Linked DNA regions of Mus musculus: all the other regions are linked to region 1. Evidence: chromatin contacts called from public Hi-C, Micro-C and promoter capture Hi-C data. All regions are on one chromosome and are shown on one strand. Each heading gives the region's core, a stretch centred on a gene start, on an enhancer-like site or on the middle of the called end of the contact. The rest is flanking DNA. Distances are from core to core; before and after follow the strand shown.

The links. Promoter capture Hi-C pulls out the DNA fragments that hold promoters and counts their contacts. A called contact is a pair of places that touch in the nucleus more often than the background predicts.
Region 2: a contact with region 1 is called in a promoter capture Hi-C map of pre-B cells. The contact joins the promoter of Cenpo here to the promoter of Dnmt3a in region 1. A contact is called at or near these places in 7 of 39 promoter capture datasets (the C10 cell line, cranial neural crest, frontonasal cranial neural crest and 3 more), 3 of 115 datasets of contacts at active chromatin or transcription factors (embryonic stem cells and microglia) and 2 of 9 other capture datasets (liver and pancreatic islet).
Region 3: a Micro-C map of embryonic stem cells shows a contact between it and region 1, with 2.1 times the contacts expected there. The contact joins the promoter of Asxl2 here to the promoter of Dnmt3a in region 1. A contact is called at or near these places in 1 of 39 promoter capture datasets (hippocampal neurons), 1 of 484 Hi-C or Micro-C datasets (embryonic stem cells), 1 of 115 datasets of contacts at active chromatin or transcription factors (pancreatic cancer cells) and 1 of 9 other capture datasets (liver).
Region 4: a contact with region 1 is called in a Hi-C map of CD8 T cells, with 4 times the contacts expected there. The contact joins the promoter of Adcy3 here to the promoter of Dnmt3a in region 1. A contact is called at or near these places in 2 of 484 Hi-C or Micro-C datasets (CD4 T cells and CD8 T cells) and 1 of 115 datasets of contacts at active chromatin or transcription factors (embryonic stem cells).
Region 5: a contact with region 1 is called in a promoter capture Hi-C map of liver, with 3 times the contacts expected there. The contact joins the promoter of Dnajc27 here to the promoter of Dnmt3a in region 1. A contact is called at or near these places in 20 of 39 promoter capture datasets (the 3T3-L1 cell line, 3T3-L1-derived adipocytes, the C10 cell line and 13 more), 1 of 15 datasets of contacts at CTCF or cohesin (pro-B cells), 22 of 484 Hi-C or Micro-C datasets (CD4 T cells, CD8 T cells, the HL-1 cell line and 15 more), 16 of 115 datasets of contacts at active chromatin or transcription factors (embryonic hindbrain, embryonic limb bud, embryonic stem cells and 5 more) and 3 of 9 other capture datasets (adipose tissue, embryonic stem cells and liver).

Annotation. Positions count from the first base shown.
Region 1 is chr12:3,805,728-3,808,234 of GRCm38.p6, forward strand. It overlaps Dnmt3a (DNA methyltransferase 3A), which reads left to right and starts at 1,253. Exons shown (of 23, transcript NM_007872.4): 1 at 1,253-1,393.
Region 2 is chr12:4,232,710-4,235,216 of GRCm38.p6, forward strand. Cenpo (centromere protein O) reads right to left here and starts at 1,256. Exons shown (of 7, transcript NM_134046.6): 1 at 1,043-1,256; 2 at 822-948. The coding sequence starts at 867. Ptrhd1 (peptidyl-tRNA hydrolase domain containing 1) reads left to right here and starts at 1,304. Exons shown (of 2, transcript NM_001204912.2): 1 at 1,304-1,569. The coding sequence starts at 1,318.
Region 3 is chr12:3,425,605-3,428,111 of GRCm38.p6, forward strand. It overlaps Asxl2 (additional sex combs like 2, transcriptional regulator), which reads left to right and starts at 1,253. Exons shown (of 13, transcript NM_001270988.1): 1 at 1,253-1,608. The coding sequence starts at 1,552. It overlaps 1110002L01Rik (RIKEN cDNA 1110002L01 gene), which reads right to left and starts at 1,143. Exons shown (of 3, transcript NR_030694.1): 1 at 897-1,143.
Region 4 is chr12:4,132,898-4,135,404 of GRCm38.p6, forward strand. Adcy3 (adenylate cyclase 3) reads left to right here and starts at 1,256. Exons shown (of 21, transcript NM_138305.3): 1 at 1,256-2,103. The coding sequence starts at 1,429.
Region 5 is chr12:4,081,319-4,083,825 of GRCm38.p6, forward strand. It overlaps Dnajc27 (DnaJ heat shock protein family (Hsp40) member C27), which reads left to right and starts at 1,256. Exons shown (of 7, transcript NM_153082.4): 1 at 1,256-1,555. The coding sequence starts at 1,469.

The sequences.
Region 1 (2,507 bases), core at 3-2,502:
TGGGGTAGGGAAGACTGAAGTGTAAATGTGCCCTGCAAATAGGAAAGGGTGGTTCTGTATTTCAATGAATTAGGCAACTGTCCCTTTGATCCTCAAATGGGGTGAAGTGTTCTAGGTGGGGCGTGTTCTATGGGAACCTGCTTCAGCATTGAGGGTCTGCAAATAAGTGTGCCGTGGGTGTGGGAGATGCAACTCAGGACACTGGGGCACTGAAGGGCTGGATGGATGGTGCTGTCCAGTGACAGGAGGGAGGAGCCTGACAAGGAGGCTGGGAGTCAGGGGATTCAGTGCCAAGCTCCAGTGATGGTAGCTGGAGAGGTGAGCACTACAGACCCGGAGCCCTGAGAGCACCCCCACACTGAGGGAGCCAGGTCTAGTGCCCGTCTGCAGAGAATCTTGCAGCTGGAAGAGGCAGGCCTTCAATGTCATTTAGTTCAACCTTCCACCTCTTCAGATCTTTCCAGAGCCCACCTGAGGGCATCCAACTCTTTTTGGACACCTCAAGGTACGGAAAGCTTACTGCCTTCTAGGGAGCCCACTCCGTGGCGGTGCTCGATGCTCTAGGATGGCCTCGAGGCGCCAGGCGCTCCGACCTTGGCCCTGTGCAGCCGTCTGGCCACCGCGGCACCTGGCTGTGGGTGGCGACGCGGCTGAGCAGGCGCTGCTGTCCCCAGCCCCAGTGCTGAGGCGCGCAAAGCGCAGTGGGCTCTGGTGGAGGTCGGGAGAACTGCAGGGCGAAGGCCGCCGGGGGCTCCGCGGGCGGCGAGGGGGGGGGACGGGGGGGGGCAGGCACTTGACACCGGCCCGGGAGAGGAGGGGCAGCTGTCCCTACGACCAGTGCTGGATGCGGGGACCCAGCGCAGAAGCCGCGCCAGGTAGAGGGGCGCCGCAAGGTGGGGAGGTTGCGGCCGGGGGACCACCCGAGGGGCACAGGGCGGCCGAGATCGCAGCTCCGGCAGGGTGCCCGGCCCGGAGCGCCGCAGTCGGGGCGCGGCGGGGTCCCGAACCCGCTCCTCCCGCCGGGGGCGCTAGGACCGTCCGCGGCTCGGATAGCTCCCGCCGCGGCGCCCCGGGGCCCCCGGGGTTGCCTCCCGGGCGGCTCCGCAGCGCCGGGGCCAGAGCCAGCGCGGCCACGGGGGGCGAGCGGCGGGCGGAGGCCTGGGCGGCGGGCGGCCGGAGGGAGGGAAGGAGGAAGGCGGAGAGAAGAGGCGGGCGGGGGGGACCCGGCGGAGGAGGCGGAGAGAGGGAGCGCGACAGCGACGGAGGGAGGGAGCGCGGCAGGCAGCGGGCGGGCCGGGAGGCGGCGCGGGCGGCGGCGCGAGCAGAGGACGAGCCGGGACGCGGCGCCGCGGCAGCAGGGCGAGCCGGGCCGCCCGACCCGCCGGGCCACACGGTAACCAGCACGGCCTGCGGCCCGGGAGCTGAGAGGGCGGGCGGGCGGGAGGGCACAGCAAGGCGGTGGGGAGCGCGGCTCGGACCCCGCAACTCGGCGCGCGGTGCTGAGAGCGCGGACCGCCCGGGCCGAGGGTTTGTTTATGTCCCCGCCGCTCGCCCGCCGCTCCTCTTCTGCGCGCCGCCTCCGCCGCGGACGCCCCTCGGCGCCCCCGCCCGGCCCGGGCTCAAGTTCAAGTCCGTACAATGCCGCGGGGGGCCTCCGCCGGCCTGCGCGCCGCCCGACGCGCGCTGCCGCAGGGCCCCGCCGCCTCCGCCTTCCGGGCTCTGCCCCCGCCCGGGGGCCCGGTCGGGGCCTGCGGCCGTGCGCTGCGGAGTGCGGACGGGACCGGGAATCGGGCGGCGGGAGGGGAGAGGAGGGGGAGGGGGCGCGGGCGGCCGGGGAGCGCCGTGGCCACGGCAGAAAATGGCAGCCTGGCACGACCCGGGCCCCGCGCCCGCCCCGCCCCTCCCCCGGGCCTGCAGGCTCCGCGCGGCGGGGGGGACCCTGGAGGCCCCCGGCAGGGCCCAGGGGCGGCCGGGGCCCGCGCCGGGGAGCGCGGCGTCGCGATCTTCCCGCGGCCACCTGTGGCTTGGGGGTGCGGGGCGCCGGCGGGCCTGGGAGGGGCGCGCGCGTGGGGAGCGTGCCCGCTCGGGGGCGCACGCTCCCGCGGAGGCCAGGCGGAACGGCGTGGAGGGGGGGGCGTCGCGCCCGGCTCCTCCCTGCCCCCGCTGCGGGCCGTGGGAGCGGGGTGGTGGTGGCGGCGGCGGCGCCGCAGTATGGGGGCGGGGCGGGAGTGGGCGAGGATCCCCGGGCCGGGCCGCGGGGGACTAGAAGGTGCGGGGGCGGGAGCAGCAAGGCTGGAAATGTCTCCGGTGGGGATGCCGGGGTCGCCCCCTGAGGCAGACTCCCCTTGCATACACTCACACGCACCCCCGCCGGGCCGGTGTAGACGTGTCCTTGAAAGCTTCGCATCTGCACAGTGAAGGACGAGGCCTCGCCGAGGCTGCGGATCGGGGGTCTCAGTCCCCATGTTGCCCTCACCTCAGGAGACACCCGAGCCTCCGAGCGGCTC
Region 2 (2,507 bases), core at 6-2,505, 430 kb after region 1:
ATTTACTTTGCAGGGTTCACAAGAATATACATTCACAAAAATCCTTTCTTCATTTGTCTTGGGACAGCCCAGACCTGGCTCATTCATCTATCCAGCCAAGGCTAGACATCAAATTACTAGTGTATAGCTCCTTTAAAAAACAAACAAACCAACTTGCATAAGATCAAGAGAGAGCCACAGTAGGCAGCATGTTGGCCCTTCACTTGCTTTTCTTCCCGTTACTGACTCCTGACTTCTTTTATTTCCTCTGGAGCCTGAGCACAGCAGTTCCTTCTCTCTGCTGTATTTAGTTCCTCTCCAAGTTCACACGATAAGCAGTGGTAATTGCCAAGCAGAGAGAGAAAACCAACATAATCATAACTAAATGTTTCAATCTTTTGGATTGGAGATGACAAGGGAACTGGAGAATAATTGACCTGTCGAAGTTTGATGATTATTCACAAACTTTCACTCGTCACTTGTTTAGCCAGGTGTGCTGACACACAGAAGGGCAAGTTACTGGCAAATTTGGGATTACATAGTAATTTAGTTCTAGGGTATGGATTATACTTGATTGCAACATATTTTTAACAATTAAGTCATCAAACTTTTAGTTTTTAGTAACAATTTCAACCCACATGATGCTTTCACATTAAGTTTTGTTTAAAGGAGAAAGAAAATGAGGCAGAACTATAATGTGTCCAAGCCACAAAATTTCCTAAGATAGAGCCCTGAATCAAATCCATATCTAATCGCCAAAGTTACTGCCTTACAGTGTCCCTTCCTTTGCAATAAAGTCTGGAAACACTGTGGTACAGAGAAAGCCAAACCCCTTTGAATACCTCCTTTGCACTTCCTGCCTGGACACAAAGTATTTGCAGACTCCATCTCCTCTTCGGGTTCTCAAGTGTTTTTTCTTACGATGCTGGACGTACAAGGCAGGGTTAACATGGACCCGAACGTCCTTAACTGTAAATAGTAAAAGACACGCAATCACCAATCTATTGCCACTATTGCCTGACAGTCCCGGGATAAGCAAAGTGTCCCCGCTGGCGTCCCTTACCTTGGACTGGTCAGCCCTGTCCACGCCTACCTCACCGCCGTGGCCACTATGGTCCAGCCGGGCTTCCTCGAACACCCAAAGAAGCTGTACAGTAATGCTAATCTGTCTACCACTGGGTCTTGCTTTCTCGCCAAAGCTCCCTCACTCAGGATGCAGTTTAAGAATTCCCGCCGAGAGCAACTGAAGTAACAACGTAACCCACTGATCCCAGAGTGCTTTGTGCTTCCGCCGTACACGAACATGGTGGCGCCCAGCAGCTCCACACTAATCCCAGCATGCACCGCAAGGTACGTCCGGCCAGTCTGATGATCAGGAAGATGGCATGCTCTGGGGTGGAGCCACAGATCCTTGTACAGTACTTAGTATTACGAAAGGATCTATCTCAGGCTCCCTTTTCCTGGCCCACCGGCGCACTGGTAGCGCAGGCTTGTCACGCCGCCACAGCAGCCTTGCACCTTCATCGAGACCATCCGCACACGGCAGCTTATCTCCGGGAGCTGGGGCGCATGCGCAAGGTGGTTCTCGAGGTGAGGCGTGGGGAGTATCCGGAGGGACCCTAAACGGGGGTGGGGTGCCGAGGCCGGAAGTAGATCTGCTCTTGGGCCCAACCCTTAGCTTCCGGAAGTACGTGTGGCATGATTGTAGGAGGGATCACTAAGAGTTTGGGAATGGTCTGCGCTACGCAGTGAACCTTCCCTTTGGCAGAGCATGACTGTGAAGAACCGACGCAGACCCTGCTATCACAGCGTTCACCAGAAATTGGTTGTTCCAGTGTCCCTTAGATCCCTGGGAACGAAGCTGGGGAAAGCGTGGCGCTTATGCCTGTGCACCAATCTGCCTTTTAAAACTGGGCCTAGCCGGGCGAGGTGGCGCACGCCTTTAATCCCAGCACTTGGGAGGCAGAGGCAGGCAGATTTCTGAGTTCGAGGCCAGCCTGGGCTACAAAGTGAGTTCCAGAACAGCCAGGGCTATACAGAGAAACCCTGTCTCAAAAAAAAAAAAAAAAAAAAAAAAAAAAAGAAAGAAAAAGAAAAAAGCTGGGCCTAAAATTAGCACTGCCTTAATATTGTTAGTAAGAAATAGAGGCTGTTTATTTAAAAGGAGAAATGCTCAGTGAGTGGGGAAAAGGAGTATGTTTTTCAGAAGCTCTGAGTCTCAAGTCTCCTAACTGACATTTACATAGCACCTGCTTCTCTAGAGAAATCTTTATCCAGGAAAACACTGGCAAAGGGGTGAGAGTGGAGGAACAATGGCCAAAGGGACCAACGTGCCAACCTACATCTGTGTTCAACTTTCTGAGGGGTCCTTTCCCATCTTGGTGATTTACATACGCATTTGATTAACCCTTTTTTAAAGATCTACTTAAATTCTGTGTAGGTGTGTGTGTCTGTGGGACATATGCACATGGGTGCAGACGTGTAGGTGTGTGTGTCTGTGGGACGTATGCACATGGGTGCAGACGTGT
Region 3 (2,507 bases), core at 3-2,502, 380 kb before region 1:
CATGAAGATAGAAATCCGTGTACACTTGCCTAAGCTACAGAACGAATTCAAGAACAGTCTGGATAATTTAGGGGGACGCTGCCTATGTAAAAACAACAGAATGGCTGGAGTACAGCTGAGTGGTAGAAGGCTTATGCTAGCCTGCAGGCTCAATCCCCAGTACCCATGGGAGGCGGAGAGCTTGCATTGAGCCACATCCCTAGCCGCTGTGCATTCTCCTCTATGTTGTTTACAAGAACAGATAATCAGAGATAAAATGTTCTGGATATTCAGGAGGGTGTTACTGACATTATGAAGAGTGAATAGTTTCTTGACTAGACATAGCTGAACCATTCAACAAATATTTAACGGATTCCTGATACATATAGGCTCTGTGCCAAGGGAGATAAAACATACTTCTTTGATGATACCAATCACATGTAAAAACACAATGCGATTTCTAAACTCCTTTTTAAAAAATATTTATTTTATGTATGAGTACACTGTAGCTGTCTTCACTGTAGCTGACACACCGGAAGAGGGCATCGGATCCCATGGTTGTGAGCCACCATGTGGTTGCTGAGAATTAAACTCAGAACCTCCGGAATAGTCAGTGCACTTATCCTCTGAGCCATAAACGTGGTTTCTGTTGGCCTAAAAAAGGTCTATTTACTTTGCGAGACAAGGCTTGGTAGCTAACAACTTAGTTTTTGGTATATTCACATCCTATACTAGAGAGTTGGTAAATCAATCTAACCTGTCTCATCTATTAATCAGATTAATAATAGACAAGAACTGCACGCGGTACGTCTTCAAAAAGATAAGCTTTGTAAAAAATGAACTTGAGGACAAGACGATGCATGCCTGTAATTACCAGTAATGGGAGACAGAAGTTCGGAGTTTAAGGTCCGCCTTACCTGAGCCTGTACCACAACAAAATAAAACATGCTGATTAAAACGGTAGTTGGCAAGATCACTTGATCGTCGGGCTCTTTAAGTTTCCAGAGCCACTCCTCAACACACGCTGCACGTAACCGCGCAATCAGCCTTTCCCGAAAGGAGCAGATTCTGTTTCCGCCAGAAGATCTTCCCGGCGGGTGTGACCGCCAGACATCCGACCCACAGACCATGGGCCGCCCTCCGTCGTGCGCAAGGGCTCGATGCGGAGACACCGGAAGTGCAGGGGCGTGGCTAACTGCTGCAGCCTGCCGGTCCGACGCCGAGGCTGGGGGCGCGCGCAAGTGCGCGCTCGTTCGCGCGGCCTGCAGCGTACAGTAGTGACGGCCGCGCGGCAGGGGTCACGTGACCACAGAAGCTGCTTGTACAGTAAGAACCCAATATGGCAGCGGCGGTAGCAGTGGCAGCGGCAGCAGGACCGGCCACCCCGTAGAGCCCCCTACCCCCGCCACTGCGCGCCTCCGCGGCCGCTTGCTCGCTGAGTTGCTTCTCGGGTCCGACTTCCCCTTTCTCCCACCTTTCCTGGCACCGCGGGAAAAGCAGTGCAGGGCGCAGCAGGCGAGGGAACGCAGCCGGAGCCGGGGCACGGAAGCCTCCCAGTCAGTCAGAACCGACATGAGGGAAAAGGGCCGTAGGAAGAAGGGCAGGACCTGGGCGGAGGCCGCCAAGACGGTAAGGAGGAGGGAGCAGAGAGAAAGGCTGGCAGGAGTTCGTTTTCTCGCCGGCCACCCGTCGCAAGGCAAGGGAGGTCACTTGGCCCCGCGACCGGGTTGAGGATCAGGAAAGCGCGCGCAGAGAGCGGCAGTTACGGGCGCGTTGGAGAGCCGTGAGGAGACCGAGGCGTCGGCGCGAGGAATCCGTCGCGCGACTGCGACTTCTCGCGGTGGCTACGACTGGACCTCCTCGGTGTTGTGAGGTTGCCTTTCGGGGTCATGTCGCTGTCGCCCCTACACTGTTACCCCTTGTCTCGGCCCTGTGTGTTGTGCTTGCCCAGTAACCGGTTCTTCTCCCTTGTGCGCCTCGGAGAGCCCCGATTGGATGCAGACAGGAGGCGGTTTGTGCGTGCTTCCAGCCCCGGAAAGGAGAGGGGAGCGCTTGAGCTCGGTGGCGTTCTCCTGTCGAGGCAGAGGTGCTGCCAGACCGGGGCCCCCGCTTATCTTGCTCCGGGAGCCAATGTGAGGTCACGAGGCTTTTGTGTTTGCTGTGAGAGCTGAAAGTGCAGGAGGTGTTTAGAAACGAAGTAACAGGTGGGACTCAGAATTTTTTTTTCTGTTTCCGTAGAGACCTACTCTGAGTAAGGCTGCAATGCATGGTGGGACGTGTAGTTTATTGGCTTTCTTTTTCTCCTTTCCTTTTTCCTTTCCTTTCCTTTCCTTTCCTTTTCTCTCCTCCCCTCCCCTCCTCTTTTCTTTTCTTTTCTTTTCTTTTCTTTTCTTTTCTTTTCTTTTCTTTTCTTTTCTTTTCTTTTCATTTCTTTTCTTCTTTTTTAAGTTAAAGTGAAAGTGGACCGGACCAATGAAGTTGTGATTAGTGCCCCTCACTCCAATTTTGTTATATGGAATTTAAAAGTC
Region 4 (2,507 bases), core at 6-2,505, 330 kb after region 1:
CAAGGCCTCTTTCAGGTCCACGTGCCAGGCACCAATCAAGCTACTTCAGTCCTCTTTTGTCACCAGTTTCGGCTGCTTATTCCCTCGAAGAGAGATCAAGCCCCACGCTTGACGTCTGGGCTGCCAGGGTGGGCGGAGACACTGAGATGGGGCGCGCCCACTCAGGGAGCTGCCCCCAAACCTCAGCCCGAGGCCTCTCCTGTCCCCGGAAGGAAGCCAGGGTAGAAGAAGGGCGGCCGGGGTGCCCCAGCACGCCTCACCTTCAGGGAAGATACGTCCCGGGCTTTGATCTTCCGTAACACGGCCTGTTTGGGGGCAAGGCGCAGATTCGCCTCGTTCCTTTCTATCTGCCACCAATTCGGCGTTTCCACGCAGTCGTCGCCGGGCGCTGGCAAGAGGGAGACACCGGGGACAGCGAGGGGGCCCCTCCACCCGGCGCCCAGGAGGCGGCGACAAGGCGGGGAGGGGCCGCCCGCCTCCTGGGGCCTGCGGCGCGTGTGAATCAGTGTGCAGAGCGCAGCGCACGGACTCGGCTGGCTCGCCCTGCGTGCGGGGAGAGGATGCTGGCAAGCTGCCCCGGCCTGGGCCCGCCATCCGCAGCGCGCGCCGCCGCCGTCCTCTGCGCCCACCGATGCTGAGCCGCAGCCTCGCGCCTCTCCCAGCCTGACCCGGGGCCTGACCGCGAGGGGACCCGCGCACAGGCTCCGGGTGGACGAGCTGGCGCGGCGGCACTGCGGGAAGCAGCCTGCGGCTCGCTGAAGCCCACTTGGCTTGGCTCCGCAGCCCCGGTTTGGAGCGCGCGGCTCCCGAGTTCCCGCACAGGTCAGCGCCAAGCTACGACCCAGGGCTGGATGGACTTCCACGAGGCTGCAGAGCCCGAGGTTGGGAAGGGGCTGGATTCTCCCAGGGGTGGGTGGGGGAAAGGAAGTAAACAGAAGGGAGATGAGGGAATCCCCAGGACCGCTCCGGCTCCTTCCAGGCACGTTTTCTTTTCAGCTTGGAGCCAGTGGGCCTGAAGGGAATTTAGGTGAGGAAGTCAGGGATAGAGCCGGGCATACAAGGAATGGAGAGATGGCTAGGCCCCTCCAGAAGCCCGACGCAGGAAACCGGGTGTCTGGTGTGGACTGGACTGAGTGTGTGGGCGTGCTTGGGAGGCTGTGGTGTTGGAGGCTTGTGTAGCATGGATCTGTATGAGGGGTAGGTTGGGTCAAGGAAAGAGGCGCCATGTCCTTAGCCATGTCCTTTTAAGTTGCAGATGTTCGGTGCCACCTGTGTCCTGGGAACCCACTAAGCATTCCAGCTCCAGTTGGACGCCCTTCATTCATAACCAAGAGGAACCTCCCCGCCTTCCCCGGGTCTTACGAAGCCCTGGTGAAGTGGCTTGACCTGCAGGTCTCCCTTCCTCATTAGAAACAGCCAGCAGCCAACATGCCGAGGAACCAGGGCTTCTCGGATCCCGAGTACTCGGCAGAGTACTCAGCTGAATACTCGGTCAGCCTGCCCTCTGACCCCGACCGCGGGGTCGGCCGGACCCATGAAATTTCTGTGCGGAACTCGGGGTCCTGCCTGTGCCTGCCTCGCTTTATGCGGCTGACCTTCGTGCCTGAGTCCTTGGAGAACCTCTACCAGACCTACTTCAAAAGGCAGCGCCATGAGACCCTGCTGGTGCTGGTGGTCTTTGCGGCCCTCTTTGACTGCTACGTGGTAGTGATGTGCGCGGTGGTCTTCTCCAGCGACAAGCTGGCGCCCCTCATGGTGGCAGGCTTCGGTCTGGTGTTGGACATCATCCTTTTCGTGCTCTGTAAAAAGGGGCTGCTCCCGGACCGAGTGAGCCGCAAAGTGGTACCCTACCTGCTGTGGCTGCTCATCTCGGCCCAGATCTTCTCCTACCTGGGCCTGAACTTTTCACGGGCCCACGCAGCCAGTGACACTGTGGGTTGGCAGGCTTTCTTTGTCTTCTCCTTCTTCATAACGCTGCCCCTCAGCCTCAGCCCCATCGTGATCATCTCTGTGGTCTCCTGTGTTGTGCACACGCTTGTGTTGGGGGTCACTGTGGCCCAGCAGCAGCAGGATGAGCTGGAAGGGATGCAGCTGCTGAGGGAGGTGAGTCCCACCCTCCTCCCTATCTGTCTATTGTATTCCTTCTCTTCCAGCCAAGTGTCACTCAGGTGGGATTGCTTTCAATGCCAGGAGTTGAACACGTCCTGAGCGGCCTTGGGGTCCCAGTTGTCAGTTCAGAGGACTACCTCTCAGCCCCTGGGAGTGTGCACCCCGATGTCATATGGTGTTTTTCCTAGAGAAAGAACACTGGGCCTCGGGGCCACTCAGCCAACTGTGCCTGGTTGGAGTTGGTGACAGCACCTTGGATCTTGGTGTGGAGGAAGTCTTGCTCAGCCAGTCTATGACCCAGGTCAAGAGACGGCTTGTGGCAAACTCTGCTTAACTCCAGATGGTGTTTGACTTGTGGGGGTTCAGTGCTCTCAGTCAAATGGGGATCCTGTCTGCCC
Region 5 (2,507 bases), core at 6-2,505, 280 kb after region 1:
GTTGGCAGCTGTGAGAATCCCACACCATCACAGAGCTGGACAAACCTTAAGAACTATCCAGCCAGTCTTCCTCCTGAGGATGGGGGCCATTAGACTGATGCCAGAGAGGGAAAATTAACACACACACACACACACACACACACACTGCCTCTGCTCCAAAAGGCAACTCTGGTTTTCAACCAGGAAAGAGTCTTGTTCAAGGTCCTTTTCCAGAACCAGGGTCAGACTCCCAATTCTCATCTGATGCTACCTTCTTCGATGAAGCCTTTGCAGGCTGTCTGCAGATTGAAGCAACCGTCCATTAAGAATAATCAGGGGAGGGGTGATTATGTACTAAACAGATACTTTTTTGTGTGTGATTATTCCCTAAAGGACAACAATATAGACTAACAACTATTTACATAAGAATGATATTTACATTGTAATAGCATTTACTTTGTATTGAGTAGTTATGCTGGCTTTCTTGGGTTTTGGGTAGAAGCCAAGAAACTCACTTCTGTAAGAAAGCAGGCTGAACGGAGCCATGAGGAGCAAGCCACTAGGCAGCACTCCTCCACAGCCTCTGCATCAGCTCCTGCCCCCAGCTTCCTTTCCTATCTCTCCTGTCCAAATTTTTTTTGATGTGTAAGCCAAGTTAAACCCTTTTCTCCCCAAGTTGCCTTGGTTATGGTGTTTCTTCACAGCAACAGTAACCCTAAGACAGTGGGGCAGATAATGTGAGATGACACAAGTAGGCTGAGGATGTGCATAAGTTACATAAAGCTTTCTACACATGTACAATTTATACATAAAGGTTTTTATATATTTATTTTGAAACAGGATTGCACAATATAGCTCCACCTGGCCTTGAACTCATAGAGATCCGCCTGCCTCTGCCTCCTGAGTGCCAGAATTAAAGCGTGCGTTTGCTCGGATACCATCTTTAGGTGACTGGGACATCCGCAGAATCCACTGTGATCCTGGGCTCAGTCCTCTGCAGAAACTGTAGTCTGCAGTCACTGTACTGACGGAGAGGAGGATGGCAGCAGAGGCACCCATCGGTGAAGATTCCAGGAAAAAAAAAGCCTTTGGCATGACTGGGCCTTACACTAAATGTCAAAAACTCCCCGTGACAGCCGCTCTATTTCTGCCACCATGTACAGACCAATCTTGATGCCAGGCAAAGAAACCCCAATCGCCTGCAACCGGGCCGCACTGGCCCAACAGGACCCCAAGACCCAGTCCTCCCGGGCCCCGCAATGACGTCACGGCGCGCAGTCATCGCGAGACTCCGCTCGCCCTCCGCGGCTCGCCGCTTCCCAACCGCCCTCGTCCGTCCGCGGCCAGGCAGCGGTGGGGATGGCGAGCCGCGGAGCCAGGGTGGTGACGAGCACAGCGGCTCCGTCATTGGGCGAGGAGGCCTGAGGGACTCCAGGCTGGCTGGGTGCGTAAGGACACCACAACCCGCGGCCCCGGCAGAGCGAGGGCGATGGAGACCAACGTGCCGAAGAGGAAGGAGCCCGCCAAGTCCCTCCGCATCAAAGTCATCTCCATGGGCAACGCCGAAGTGGGGAAAGTGAGTACCGCGTGCTGCGAGGGCAGGACCTCCGCGTGCTGTGAGAGCGACATTCCCATTGGCTAGGAGAGCCGCCACTCAAAAGCTTGAAGCTCCGCCTCCTCTCTGCTTAGTTTAGCATCCTGAGCTCACTGGGGCTTGCGGCCTCCAGAGGAAAACTATCTTGACCTTTTTGACCTTTGGGCTGCTGGCTCTTTACTGACGTCACTGTCCCTAAAAGGTGTCAGGGTGGCCTCTGATCTTTGATTGTAATTTGAAGGTAGTAATTAGATTCCGATGTCGAATGATCAGTTTACATACCAAATCTGTTTTTCCCCTGAGAGGGGACGAGGTCCTGCGGGTTGGGGAGAGTGGTTGCCAGCCTTGCTGTTTAAAGAGATGCCAGGGAGGTGTTAGATTCTAAAAAATGTAGCCCTGAACAGCCTGGAGTCTATGTTCCCACCACCAGAGCACAACAACCTAGTGTGTTTCAGGGGACATGCACTGACAGCCCTAGATCTTGTGTTTTTAATTTTTTGTATTGTCACGTCCATTTTTCTCGGAGGAGTCTTTTTTTTTAAAAAAATACCATCTTTCTGAGTGTATCATTTCTGTATCATTTGCTGCTTATTAGCTACTAAACTTCCTCTCATCTGGGAAGGGAGGCCTTTCCTAAATGAATTTAGATGCCAGTTACTCGTTTTCTTCCCTTAACGTTGGGAAACTGTTGGTTAAGAATTCCCAAGGTCGACAGACAGGGAAGGCATCCGAAGTGGAGTCTTCACTAAACCAAACGCAGAAGACCTCTAATGGGAGCGTTTGCATACTACTATGTAAGCCAGTGCTCTGTGCTAGAAGATGCTCAGGAAGTGTTTATTGCTGTTATACAATTTAGCGTGCTCCCGTTCTACATATGGACCTTCATGTATGTGTTAACAAAACAGTTGCTGAAGATTAACATTTATTGACTATT